Linked DNA regions of Hordeum vulgare: region 1 is linked to region 2. A link is a contact called in public Hi-C data. All regions are on one chromosome and are shown on one strand. The core of a region is the stretch at or near the end of the contact, and the rest is flanking DNA. Distances in the headings are between cores, read along the strand shown. Region 1 has its middle 240 kb from the start of LOC123439716. Region 2 holds the start of LOC123443333 (putative ankyrin repeat protein RF_0381).

Region 1 (2,995 bases), core at 291-2,790, 320 kb after region 2:
ACGCAAACAACTCCTTACTCAGATGTATGCTTTTGTCACTCTAGCCACCCATTATAAGCGAATCATGCACTTACTACAAACCCTCCAGCATGAATCTTCCACGTGTGCGCCTCACGGAAAGCACCTTAGGACATCACCAATATAAACCATGCAACTCAAATCAATCAAGATCATCAATCAACCCATAGGACAAAAAGGAACTGTTGAAACATCATAGGATAGCCACACATCATAGGATAATAATATATAGCATTAAGCACCGTGTTGAAGTAGCGAGTACAGCGGGATGCGGGAGAGTGGGCTGATGAAGATAGATTAGGGAAGGTCATGGTGGTGGTGATGACGGTGACGAAGTTCTTGGTGTAGGTTGTCGTCACGATGGTTTCCCCGACGACGCTCCGGCGCCACCAGGAGAGAGGGGAGAGAGATCCCCTCGTTCTTCTTCTTCCTTGGCCTCCTCCCTAGGTGGGAGGAGGGTTTCTCCTCTCGTCCATGGCCGCCATGGCTCGCGTAGGGCATTAGCCCCTCCGAAATTGGATCTCTCTCTCTCTCTATTTCTCTCCCCTTTTCGCTTATGTTTTCTGGCCCTTCACAGTTTCTTAAATACACAGAGATCCGTAACTCTGATCGGGCTGAAATTTTTAGGGGATTTTTATCGCAAAAGTATTTTTCTTGTGGACGAAGGAGAGCTTCAAGTGACTTAAGGGTTGGCCACAAGCCATTAGCCCCCCCCCCCCTCGGGCATCGTCTGTTGTTCATTTCGACTCTCACAATTCACATATATTCCAAAACAAATCTCCATAAATTTTATCGCGTTTGGACTTTGTTTGATATGGAATTTCTGCGATACAAAAACACACACAAAATAGGAAGTGGCACTGGGCACAGGGTAAGTAAGTTAGTCCCAAAAATAATATAATAAGTTGCCAAAAATATATGAAAGTTGTAGAATATTGGCATGCGACAATCAAAAATTATAGATACAGCGGATACGTATGAAAAATCCATAATGATCATACCCTACCGTTGGAGGCCCTAGCGGTAGGATATCACAGTCTACCGCCGAAGGGCGTGACGGTAGGGTGCACAAGAAAGTTAAGTTATTCCATGAGTCAGTGCGCAGAACTGCGAAATGCACACACCTACCACCAGAGGCCCTGGCAGCAGGTTATCAGAGCCTGCCGCTGCTTCCCCTGACAGCAGGGTTTGTGCCACGTCAGCAATAGGGCCGTTAATTAGACGGGTGCTGTCGTTAGCCTAGCGCCGGTGTACACTACGATAGCCTATGTAATCCTACTGCAAAGTGTGCTGGCGGTAGCAAAAGGGTCAAATCCTGAATTTTTTTGAACCGGTCAGATCTTGAAAAACTTCTTCAAAGGGGTCAAATCAAGAAATTTTGCCGCGTGGGGCTCGCTGTGTCACCTTCGAATCCGCAAGAATGCGGAACTACCTCGTCAGCCTCGGCTCCCTTGACTTCAGTGGCAACGAGATCACCCTCGAGCCAATCGAGCTTCCCGACCGCGTGCCACCTGTCTTTGACCATCTCATTGAGGACGAGGCTGCAAAAATCCCTCATGAGCTTTGGCATGATGTAGGCATCAGGTGGGCTCTTAGCGGCACTAGTAATGTCTGCTTTGTCGACCACTATTGCATCGAGGGGCAGGACTTCACGGTGGTCCACGCCCTCATCATGGTCAACCACCGCAAGCAATTGCTGGACTCTCTAGCGATTGAGCTACACCTGAAAAATGACATAAAAGTCATCAAGATCACCAGGCTCACCATAGTCCTCGGCTAGATGTCCCCCTGGACCAATCGTCGTTCTCCTATGACTCCAATTCCGACTCAGACTCGAACGACCGTCATGTTGACAGCGGCCACAACCCTTTCCACGTATCAAGTGGGTTCGACGACGAGTTGCCTTGCAGCCCACCGTCATCCCCAATTTTGGCACAGCGCCTCCTCCAGCCAACCACATCGGTAACTCCGCCAACATACCTCTCCACGTCTCGTCAGGCGATGACGACCCTGTTGGCCAAGCCCATCCCATCCTCACCATCTCATCCAACACTGACTCGGTCCCTACATCATAGCGGGTGTCGTCTCCAACGCCTTTCTCCACCATGGCCATCATCGACTCGTCCTCCACGCCTGCCAGCATCACACGACCAACGCCATGCCTCACCGTTGCTGTCCGGGGATTTCCCTACCCCCACCACTACCCTTGGCGGCCAACGACGCCCTCGAGCCTCCACCACCCTCCGCCCTACAGTTGTCGTCCGTGTTTCGCCAGTATGACATCTCCACTTCATCATCCCTCGACATAGACGTCTCCACCATCGCTTTCTCGGCTGGGGCATCCTCCTATGGTACGGTACCAATACAACCTTGTCTCTCCCCTACCTCATCCTATCAACCTTTACACAACTTACTATGCCCACTCCCACAATGGAACCTGCAGATTCTGTCCTCCATGAGTGTGTGCATCGCAAGTTGCATCATAGCGCCAAGCGCTTGGCGGACAAGACCAAGATCCTACACCAAAGCTCGCGCCTATCCGCCAAATAACCCAAAGTCTTCACCGACATGACCACCAAGGCAGTTATAGCTAGAGCCGGGCGCCTCATAGCCTCCGACGTGGCCAAATCTCTCAAAGATGCCTTTCATGACGCCTAGCTCGATGTTCCAAAAGCCCCGCCTATTTATGTCGCAGCCCTCACCAGAGGTTTCCATGCTCTACGATGCAGATGATGCGGTTGTTGCTTCTGTCGAAGCTAACGACAACAACAACGTCGGCGGTGCTGATGTTGACCCATGATGCGCTCAAACAACCACGCGTGCCCCCATGGTGTCCCGACAGTGACAAACCGTCCATATACCTTCCCTACATAGTGGTTCTACTTATTCCCTTACATGTGTGCTAGGAGCAATCTTCTGATGTGCTTCACCTCTTCCTTAGTTTTCACATGTTTTCCTTCCCTACCAGTAGCTTGGT
Region 2 (3,141 bases), core at 350-2,849:
GCGGAGCAATTGGTTTTTATCAATGAGGTTACGTAAAGGGTCGAGGCACAAAAGAGGAGGCAAAGCATTCGCATGGGATTTACACCCAAGTGGAGGACAAACTGATTTGCAAGAGTTGGATGGAGATAGGCCAAGATCCCATGAAAGGTGACGAGCAAAAAGGATCCGTCTTTTGGACTATATTTCACAAGGACTTTCATGAGAGAAGGATGTTTGCCCCCTACTAATTTGCATGCGCGTGCGGCTTCAGTTCAATCCAAAAGACATGGGGGTTCATCCAGCAAGAGTGTAACAAATATTGTGCCATGCTTGAGAGCGTTCAAGCCCGTACCGTGAGTGGCCTAGGCATTGGTGACTTGGTATGAACCTCTCGTTTTTTGTCATGTGTCCATTCATGTTGGCATGCAATTTTATGTTTTCATGTATTTTGTGTCCTTCCATTTTACAAATGTGGCTGCATATTTGGTTCTATAGGCATTCCAATCTTTGGAAGCCTTCAAGGCTCGACACAAGAACAAGCCATTTACTCTCACGCATTGTTGGTCGCTCATCAAAGATTGTGCCAAGTTCAAAGACCAATATGCCGCTCGTAAGAAAAAAGGAGGGAAGGCGGGCATGGCCGACGAGGGAAACTATTGCCACATCCTTTTTTTCATATCTTGCATGCACAGCGGACGAGATGCTGCCGAAATGTGGACTCGCGTTGGACGCACGGCCGACGCATCCACAAATTCAGACTGATACGACTCCATCTCCATTGCCACCCATAAATGAACACAAAGCGGACGAAATGGACGTTCGTTTGGGATCGTGCATTAGAGTTGACCTAAAAACCATCTATTTAATCTTCTTTGTTATTCATTAGAGTAGTGGATTCTTAAAAAGCAATTAAACTAAAATTAACATAATTTGTTTGCATGTTATGGTCATAAGTGTGAATAAAATTTTGGTTGTTGAGGACACGACCAGCGCGCCTAGATATTGTCAACGAGGCCGAAAGCCAGCCTAATAGCCCCGACTATGGCGAACGGTCACCTTATTTTTACCACCATGGCCAGCATTTGCTGAACCTCTCTGTTGACATGTGCCTTTTGGCCGCGTATGTGCATGTTCATAGTCTGTCATACTATTTTTAGAGATTCATTTCGTTTTGTATGTAGTTCGTAGTGTAATCTTTATAAAGACTTACATTTAGCAATGTCAGTGCACTTGTAGTGATTCTAATCTATATTAATCTTAACCAAGTATTGTTAACCAAACATTGCTTATAATATCCTAACACGTTTTGCCTATAAAATTGTACTAAGCGCCAATCATTGAAAGTGCTCTATGAAAACGTCCTAAGAGCAGATCGTGTCTCCAAAAATTAATTATTGCTAGTAAAGGGATAAATAACTCTTTCCAACTGAAGAAAACAGATCCCAACACTGTCTTTTTCTAGCTTGGCAGTTATGACCAGACTTTTCTATGTTTGGCAGCCAGAATGAGATTTGCGTCCGAATTGCAGGTCCAAATCATTATCCTCTTTGGCTTGCCTCCTACCTTTCGGGTGGCCAGCAGGCATCGTTCTCTTCTGTCTGGACAAATCCGCTTCCGTGCGAACCAGAACGCCTGCAAGCTTCAGAGAACCGGCTAAGGCATTCCTGGCTGTAGAATAATACAGTAAGGTCTAGAAAAAGTGCATATATTATTGTGAAGAGAAACTAAGGTTAAATGGCCGGTTTGACGGAGCTTCATAGGATAGAGATACAGTAGAGTAGATTACTCTCAAGGCAGCGGCAACAGTAGGTAAGCCCAAACTTGCTAGTAATATTTTTCTCAAGTAGATCAATTAGTTAATCTTTTGTTGCACCCAAAACTTGTGCCTGCATTCTTGGTTCTTGCCGTAAATCCATTGTTCTTTTTGGAGGGAGGGAGGGAGGGAATGGACCTGGTCCCATTCTGCAGGCTTTGTCTTGCGTGCCTTTCTCTGAATTCTGAGCTTGAAAAGGTCTCGAGAGCTCACATGGCCCCGCTCGTTCCATTCCCCTTTCCCCTCCCTTGACGACCTGCCTCTCCCTCTCTTGTGGTTGTGGGGTTCCTCCCAGCTGAGCTGGCCACTCGAGACAAGCACGCGGAGGTGATCCAGTCCTCTATCTCCATGTATTCATGCGCTTGGTTGGTCCGAGAGACGGAGATGGAGATGGAGATGGAACCTCTGTCTCGCAGCTGCTGCTCCCATGGCCATGGCCTACGCCTTCCATGTCCGTATCTCTGACTCTGCTCTGAGGTACTCACCTCACCTGTTGCTCACTATTGAGTTAAATCAATGCTTCAACCTGCCCGCATCGCGCAGCCCAGCATGGGCAGTTCCCATTCTTAATAACCCCTTCCATAACTGATCGCACACGGAATAATAATTCTTTTCTTTGAAGCCGCCGCAACTGCCGAGTTGCTTTGATGTTCGATCAATCGATCATACCAGAAGAAATGGTTAATGGTTATTCAACCATTCACCGCCCCAAATTCGCAGTAGTTTATCCAGATTTGGCTTCTGTTCCGGGGTTGAGTTTGCTCAGCTTCCTCGTCTATCGTCTCTGCAGGTGGATTAACCAACCGGTAGCGGTCCATGGAGATGGAGATGGAGGAGTCCCACTTCCCGCTCCGGTGGGAGAGCACGGGCGACCAGTGGTGGTACGCCACGCCCATCGACTGGGCGGCCGCGAGCGGCCACTACGACGTCGTCAGGGAGCTGCTCCACCTGGACGCCAATCTCCTCATCAAGCTCACCTCCCTGCGCCGCATCCGCCGCCTCGAGTCCGTCTGGGACGACGACATGCGCTTCGCCGACGCCGCCGCGAACCGCGCCTCCGTCGCCCGCTGCCTGCTCCTCGACTGCGAGTCCCGCGCTCGGCCTGGGGGGAACCGGCTCATCCGGGCCGGCTACGGCGGCTGGCTGCTCTACACGGCGGCCGCGGCCGGGGACGCGGGCTTTGTGCGGGAGCTCCTCGGGAGGCAGCCCCTGCTGGTGTTCGGCGAGGGGGAGTACGGCGTGACCGACGTCCTCTACGCCGCCGCCAGGAGCAGGCGCCCGGAGGTGTTCCGGATGTTGCTCAACGCGGTGCTCTCTCCGGCTGGGGATTCGGGAGATACCCCTGCTGC

What was found. A called contact is a pair of places that touch in the nucleus more often than the background predicts.
Region 1: a Hi-C map of seedling shows a contact between it and region 2, with 5 times the contacts expected there. The contact joins the enhancer-like site here to the promoter of LOC123443333 in region 2. A contact is called at or near these places in 1 of 6 Hi-C or Micro-C datasets (seedling) and 1 of 1 datasets of contacts at active chromatin or transcription factors (embryo).

Annotation. Positions count from the first base shown.
Region 1 is chr3H:153,884,306-153,887,300 of MorexV3_pseudomolecules_assembly, forward strand. No RefSeq gene overlaps it. Among protein-coding and RNA genes, the nearest start is that of LOC123439716, 240 kb to the right of the region's middle. Within about 2 kb of position 1,541, at least 2 of the 3 cell types and tissues checked have open chromatin away from gene starts, as enhancers often do. A contact at or near this core is called in seedling, where this site is marked.
Region 2 is chr3H:153,562,617-153,565,757 of MorexV3_pseudomolecules_assembly, forward strand. It overlaps LOC123443333 (putative ankyrin repeat protein RF_0381), which reads left to right and starts at 1,600. Exons shown (of 3, transcript XM_045119667.1): 1 at 1,600-1,788; 2 at 2,583-3,141. The coding sequence starts at 2,609.